Linked DNA regions of Sus scrofa: region 2 is linked to region 1. Evidence: chromatin contacts called from public Hi-C data. All regions are on one chromosome and are shown on one strand. The core of a region is the stretch at or near the end of the contact, and the rest is flanking DNA. Distances in the headings are between cores, read along the strand shown.

Region 1 (4,193 bases), core at 1,267-3,766:
TGCTTCCATGATCAAGTGCTCTTCTGTTGAAGGTAGGCAGCAACAGGAAGAATTGGAAGCCTCGGGAGAACCCGATGGGCAGGAAAGTAATTGATAAGATGGAATCCAAGCAGCAGTAGCCCTGCCCTTCCCCCCAGAGAAGCAGCCTCGGCGGCAGCAGCAGCAATGCTCCCAGGATGGTGATGGTAGCAGCAAAGCATTATTTCACCCTTTAAAAGTTGTAAATGTCCTTTTGCGCATGTTATTTTATTTTATCCTTGCAGCAAGCTGGCTGTGACTTTCAGATAAGAAAACTGAGGCCTAGAGACAGTTAAAGTGGCTTGCCCCATATCACACAGCTGCTGGGAAGGGCCTTCTGACTTCCAAGACACAAATGAAAAAAATATTCCTATTCTTAGGCTTTTTCACTTCTTTTACTTTGCAGTATATCCCTGGGACCAACATGGGAAGTTCATGGAACTAGAGTCGACTTCTTGTAATCTTCAGCAGTGTTGTTACTTTTCCACTTAGGTTTAACAAGGGAGTATCAAAGGCAAGAGCAAAGGATTTCACTCCACTTCTCACATAGAGTTTAGATGGGCAGCCAACAGATTTGCCAGGAAATCACCATTAGAATAAATCAGGAACCATAACCATCACCGAGGGATGTAGCCAATCAGGTAATTCTCTGGGCAAGAAGAAGACAGGCAACTACTGCAGCCTCTAAAATACAATAGCAGGGAGTTCCCGTCGTGGCTCAGTGGTTAATGAATCCGACTAGGAACCATAGGTTGTGGGTTCGATCCCTGGCCTTGCTCAGTGGGTTAAGGATCCAGCGTTGCCGTGAGCTGGGGTATAGTTTGCAGATGCTGCTCAGATCCCACGTTGCTGTGGCTGTGGCATAGGCTGGCAGCTAAAGCTCTGATTAGACCCCTAGCCTGGGAACTTCTATATGCCACGGGGACAGTCCTAGAAATGGCAAAAAGACCAAAAAAAAAAAAAAAAAATGCAATAGCAGCAAACCTGTGGAAGCAGTGACCCTGAGCCTTAATCCCTCTCTCGCATTTTTTTTTTCCTTTTAGAGCTGCTTGTGTGGCGTATGGAGGTTCCCAGGCTAGGGATTGAATCAAAGCTGCAGCTGCTGGCCTACACCACAGCCACAGCAACGCCAGATTCAAGCCACATCTTCGACCTACACCACGGCTCACAGTAACCCTGGATCCTTAACCCACTGAGCAGGCCAGGGATCAAACCCACATCCTCATGGATGCCAATCGGGCTCATTACTGCTGAACCACAACGGAACTCCCTGAATCCCTTTCTAATTAGGCCTCTGTGCACATGGGATTCCATCTGGTGTTGGAGTTGCCTCTCTGTGTCTTATTTTCCCTCCAATATTATCAGTTTCTTGAAGGCAAAACTTCTTCCCCTTTAATAATTCTTCCTAATCCTGGCACTTCCTAATGTTTATAATATCACCCCCATTTATCAAGCCTGCCCTTGACATTCACCTTAAACAGATTTTACCTGTGTAAACCTGACAAGAAAGGGGAGAGAAGTCTCTTTGCTCTAATTTGTACTGGGCCACATGTGCCCAGGGCTGGCCCTTCTTAATCCCTACAAGATTCTTGTAAGGATACTTGCCCAAGTATATAACACTTTGATTACCCATGAGACAGAGTTAAATAATGTTTAAAAAAAAATTTTAAGGTGAGAGAACAAAGGATTTGTTTTCTGGCACGAATCTCTGACCTAAGAAACAAGATGCTTTGACACTTACCTGGTAGATAAATGGCCAGACGACTTCTGGGACAGAAACCTTTAGCAGGTGACCTCCTTCCGCCAGGGGGCTCTCCCCACAGCATTCTTTTGTAGTGGATGCTCTTTGCTGTAGAGATAGAAAGCGTCCTAATAACACATTATGATCTTTTTTGAATTGTTGCCTAATCAACATTTCCACCAGAAAAGGAGCACAGGAAAAAGTGTTCTTTGAGGAAGAAGGTATCAGAGGTGGCATTTAAATGAGGGATCAGCACTCTACAACCTGTGGGGCAAATCTTGGCAACCATGTGTTTTTTATAAATAAAGTTTTATTGCAACACAGCCACACCCATTTGTTTACAGATTGTCTTTGGCGGCTTTCGCACCGCAATAGCAGAGTTGAATAGTTGCAGAAGAGACCCATCTGGCCTGCAGTGTCTGAAACACTACCTCTTTGGCCCTTTACTGAAAAAAAAAAAAAAAAAAAAAAAAAAAACAGCTTTTCTGACTCTTAGGCAATCCAGGAAACTTCCCAGGAAATGTTATTGTCCCTCATTGAGGTTCTTGGCCAAGTAAACCTCTAGGTTTCTTTCCCTTGATATGTCCCGAGAACTTTTGCTGTGGAAGAGCAGAACCCACCAGGAATGCTCAGACCTGGCTGGAGACACTACAGAGCGCTCATCTGCAGGACGGAAGAATAGTCAGGAGTGGCAGGCCTGAAAGCCTGCGGGGCCAAACAGGTGACATAATTGCAAATAGGCCGGTGAGGGCTCTGGTGAACCAGAGAGCAGTGTTTACCTTTGAGACAGGTCCAGCTGGGTCATCTTGTAGGAATGTGGGCCTGGTGTTTACCAGGACCTCTGAGTTTTCAGAACTTCCTGGAAATATGGGTTGTTTTTGTGAAGTCTCCTAACATTTAAAAGGTGACAAGGTGATTAAAATTAAAAATAGAAGGAGGGAGGAATCCACACAAACACCTGCAAATGGATGTTTATAGTAGCTTAACTCACACCTGCCAAAACTTGGAAGCAACCAAGATGTCCCTCCGCGGGTGGATGGAGAGAGAAACCGTGGTACATCCATATCATGGAATATCACTCAACACGGAAAAGAAATGAGTTATCAACCCAAGAAAATGAAAAAAAAAAAAACCATACACCTCAGATGTATATTACTAAGTGCAAGAAACCTACTGTATGATTCCAATTGCATGGCATTCTGGAAAAGACAAAACTGGAGACGGTGCAAAGTTCAGTAGTTTCCTGGGACTGAGGGTAGGGAGGAGTGAACGGGAGAGCAGGGGGACTTTTAGGGCAGGGCAACTACTCTGAATGAAACTGTAATGGTGGATACATGTCTATGCATTTGTCCAGACTCATAGAATGTAGAAGACCAGAGCAAACCCAAATGTACGCCTCAGAGTTTGGGTGATAAAGATGGATCACTATAGAGTCACTGGTTGTGACAAGTGTGCTACCCTAATCGTGTTGTCTATGCATGGAAGAGGAATGGGGATCTGAAGGAAAAACTGAAGTATCAATATCAGAATGGATGCTAGGACACAAAACAAGACAAGGCCACTATACTAAGTTACCCAAGTTAGCTAGGGCTTTTTCAGTCCCCTCCTCTTTGCCCACCTCCCACACAGGGTCAGGGAAGAAGATAAGAAGATTCTGAAACACGAGGCAGGTCATTACAAAGATGCCTTCATTTATAGTGAAGTATAAGCAACTGAGATCCCATCATAAATACTGAGAATTGTTGATGGTGGACCATCTCTGTCTCAGTGAGAATTTCCACATAACAGATCCGTGAGAGGAAAGCTATAGAATGTGTGACAGTCATTAAAGGTTCCACATTGTAGGTGGGCTATAAATGAAACATTAATATATAACAATTCTTTGGGCTGAAATCAAGTCTAGCATCTTACATTAAGAAGGCTAATTAGTTAATGTTTATAAAGTACAGTGTAGATATGCCCTTTTAAAATGCTAAGTATTCTAAAGGCTACATTGTAGCATTTTACTAAATGTAAAAGATCTAACATTCATCATTTCTTTGGTACAGGTTGGCAAAGATTCCTTTGGCAATGATTATATAGAAAACTTAAAGCAGAATGATATTTCTACAGGTAAAATTTTTTCTTTCTTAAAGTTAGTTCTGATAACTTTCTTCTGGAATCTGGTTACAAGAAAAGTTGAACCTGGAATAGAATTATTAGATCCTCCCCTGGTGGCCAGAGAATTTTTACACACAGCTTTGTCTCATCTTGCTTAAATGTCCTTTGTTAATTCTCTCCCATACACTTCTCCAGATGGGAATAAAATGATAGGAGGTTAACAAACCTTCATCTCGTAGAAATGTTTCAAAAGCAGGGAACCAAAGAAATCAGGTGTTGCCTTCACAAAAGATATTTGAAGAAAAGTCACTGAATGTCATAGCCAGAAATGATC
Region 2 (3,834 bases), core at 1,209-3,708, 130 kb after region 1:
AAAAGAAGAAAAAGCCTGAGCCAGGGTTAGTTAGAGCCAGTTGGAGCCAGGCACAGAGCCTCTCGGCATTTGGCCTGTAGCGTGAAGCACAGAGAGTCCTGACTTGAAGATGAGGTTCAAACCCTGCCCTGCCAACTGCCAGATACTTACCATCCCTGGATGTCTGTCTCTTCACTCCAAAATGTAGATAATGCTAATAACATCTCTCCGTTAGGGTTGCCAAGAGGACGAAATGAGGCAGTCAGTGTGAAAACACAGCACAGGCCAAAATATTCGCGTATTCTACAAGGATGAGCTGCTACGCGTCCAGAGGTGGAAAACGCAAACAGAATTCTTGCCCTCAGGTAGGCTGATACTCAGATCAGAAAGGTGGAAGATAACTGACTAAATGAAGGGCAGAACATAATTCCAAGCTGTTATAGATTCTAGGAGGGTGACAGAGTGTGGCCGGAGAGCCGGCGAGGGATGGGCAAGCCTACCACTCACAGGGTGGTCAGGGAAAGCCAGACTGAGGAAATGCCATCCAAGCTGAGCTTGAAACACAAGAAGGCAGGAGGAATTGGCGGTGTAGGTGGTGGGAACAGCAGGAGCAAAGGTCCTGAGGTGGCTGAGAACTTGGCATATACAAGAAATGTGACCTTCTCTCCTCAGCTAGAGCATTTACAGCTCCTAGTGCGTTCCTTGAGGGAAGAGCCGCACAGCACCCCGCACAGACTGGGCACTGGTCCGATGAATGAATAAGCAAACAGGTGTCCTTTGGTTTCAGTATTTGCCTCTACATCTCCCCTCTCCCCGCCCTTAGCTGCACTGTGGAGTGAAAAGGAAGGAGGCTGCTCAACTGGAGGCTCTGGAGTTTTCCTCTCTGTGGGCAAATTGCTTAGATCACAGAGCCACAAGGACCCCAAAGTCCCACACTCCCACCTGTCACAGTCAAAGGAAGAGCCTCGGGACAGACTTGCCAGAACCCATGGACCTGGTTGGATGGGGGCCCACGTCTAGTGCTTTCCTAGCCCTGAAGCCTGCCTTGTTTATTTGTTCAACAGGTTTGTTCAGCCATGGCACAGCCTGTTCTGACTCTGGAACATTTACAAGATGAGCCAAAAAATCACAAAAAAATGGTTTGCTCTCGGAGCTAAAGGGCGGGGCAGCCAGGGTGGGAGACTAACTTTTTGGCTTGTCCTTTGCGATCTTTTTCCCTCCTGCCCTCAGGAACCAAAGGGACTTTAATGGGGTTTCCTGCCTCAGTCTTTCCAGAACCAGCATGTGACCAGACTAGAACATTCACCTGTAAGACTCCTGGTTCTCAGCTGCACCCTCATCAGCTCTGTTCCAAACCCCAGCTTCCACCCTCTGAGTTCAAGCCACAGCCTGATCCACCTGACCAGCCCGGGTATGGAGGCACTGGGCCCAGCACCTGGATCCTTCTGCCCCCTCTGCCTGCAGTAATCTTTCTCCCTGATTGTGAGCTCCTGTTTGTCCTTCAAAACCCAGGTGTCATGTCACCACCTCTATCTAAAACCTTGAATGGACTCCCCAGGGAGTCTGCCGGCTACTTTTTAAAAATTTAAAGAGCCCAACCAGGATAATCAGGATAGCTACAATGCTAAATTTTGTTGCTTTTGTCAGACTGGATACTAGCTCAGTATAGCCCTGTTAGTTATTGTTGAGCAGAAGTACTTATCTGCAGTTACATAAATATCTGGCTACAAAAAACTTGGAAAGGACCCCCGTAAAAATGCAATTTGTCTGGCTGACAACATAATTTATTTACACCTTAATTATTCATTAATTAAGGATGGCAGAAGGGCTGGGGTAAGGATGACAAAAGGAATCCCAGTGGTAAAAAGGTGACTCTGAGATCCTACATAGCCTTTGGGTGCAGGTGCTGGCTGTCTCATTTCCCCAAAAGGCTTAGTACACAGTAGGTGCTCAGAAAGTCCTCATTGAATATTGTGTGTGAAGATGTAGGAGTATGTGAGGATGATGACACTGGGGTCGCTGAAGCTACTGTCCACCCCAGTTGGCTGTCCCATAGGCACTAGATTCGGAACAACTCAAAGCTGTCCTCCCTGGGCTCTTTATCCTCAACCGGGAGACATGCCAGTGCCTTGCACGCACCCAAGTAGCACTAAGGCTGGTCAGGACTTGGGGACAGGGCTGTGTATTCCGGAGCCCCTCCAGGGAGCAGGGGTAACAGCCTGGATTCCAACACCCACGGCAGCCCCCCTGCCCCTTTGCTCCAGGCAGCTCCGCAAGAAGCCTCGTCTGGCCAGCTGTGGGAGGTGCCATTCTCTTTCATTGCCAAGATTAGCTCAGACCTTAAAAATCACAGCCTGGCGCCTGCTCTTCTCATGACAAGGGAAAGAGTAGATGTCAGAAGCCTCCTTAGGTATCTGGAAGAGAACAGCTCCCTCCGCTCCCTCCCTTCCTTGTATGAGGTCATTGAACCAGGATGACAAAGCAAACAGTGATGTGTTGGGACTTGTTCCCGGACTCATTCCAGGGTTTCTCCAGCCCCTCCCTCCTCCTCCTCCTCCTCGCAGAATGGCAGACCCAGGTGTGGACAACAAACTGAACTGGATTTGGTCCTGGGGATCTGGGAGACAGACCCTAGTTGGGAGGCATCCTCTGTGATGGTGAAGAGGTCCCGAAAGACCCTGGTGGAAGTGGGAATGGGAGTATTAGCTCCAGTGGACACCTGCACAGTCCTCCAGGCTTCCGTGTGCTTTCATGTATTCTCACATGTGTTAAGGGGGGCAAGAATTCTTTTCTGACTTTACAGATGCGAAAACTGAGACTTGTGTATAGTCAGCAACTTAATCAGGGTTACATGGCTTGGGTGACAGAGCCAGACTTCAGATTAGTTTTGTGACTCTAGTTACAACACCTTCCCACCTCACCACAGTTCCTTCAACTTCACTCATTGGTACACCTCCTTTACACTTGGTACCGTGTTGCAGGCCACCGTGCATTATTGGCTTCATGTTCTTCTTCAAATAAACTCACTTTAAAAATTGACCTCAGGGGGGAAAAAAAAAAAAAGAAAAAGAAAAAAGAAAGGAGCTCCCTGGTGCTCAGTGGGTTAAGGATCTGGCATTGTCACTGCTGCGGCTCTGGTATAGCTGTGGCGCAGGTTTGATCCCTGGCTCTGAAGCGGAACTTCCACATGCCAAAAGTGTGGCAAAAAAAAAAAAAAAAAAATTTTTTTCACCACATTCTACACCATACATATACATGTGTGTACGTAAGTATATATTCCTATACGTAACTGCTAAAATTAGATATTTTTTCATTCTCCTCCCCTAAAGGCAATTCCCATAAGGCTGCGCAATTTGAGAAACTGCCCAAATGTCCCCCGCCCTCGCGGCATTGCTAACGATAGATCTTTATAGGCTGGTAGCCAAGTGGCTGCCCTTGTTGAAATGCTCTGCCAGTAGGATCACTCAGGGCTGCCACTGTCATTGTTAGGGCTGTGCCTCCAAATCACAGAATTACTGAATCAGGAGGGATAAGAGAGAGATCATGGAATCCAACTCCTAAAGGGCAGAACCTTATACAGCACACCCACTCAGAGCCCTCAAGATTAAGGGAGCACCATTCCAAGACAAAAAGAGGAACCAGATGTAGTCTTTGCTCCAGAAACTCGCAAAGCTTACAAACATAAACTACTGAAAACTAGAAGGAATAAGCAGAGGATCTGGAATCGTGGTTCCACCATGAACTTGGCATGCCTTTGAGCAAGTCTCTTCCGGTTTCTGAGCCTCAGTTTCCTTAAACAGAGGTGATAGTGTCTCCTCTTTTTACCTTTTAAGTCTGATAAATAAAAATTCAGAG

What was found. Hi-C and Micro-C count contacts between places; a contact is called where the count stands out from the background.
Region 2: a Hi-C map of liver shows a contact between it and region 1, with 7 times the contacts expected there. A contact is called at or near these places in 6 of 47 Hi-C or Micro-C datasets (embryonic fibroblasts, heart right ventricle, liver and 2 more) and 1 of 2 datasets of targeted methods (skeletal muscle).

Annotation. Positions count from the first base shown.
Region 1 is chr3:111,367,320-111,371,512 of Sscrofa11.1, forward strand. It overlaps RBKS (ribokinase), which reads left to right. Exons shown (of 8, transcript NM_001315776.1): 3 at 3,808-3,871. Among named protein-coding and RNA genes, the nearest start is that of RBKS, 41 kb to the left of the region's middle.
Region 2 is chr3:111,493,498-111,497,331 of Sscrofa11.1, forward strand. No RefSeq gene overlaps it. Among named protein-coding and RNA genes, the nearest start is that of SUPT7L, 36 kb to the right of the region's middle.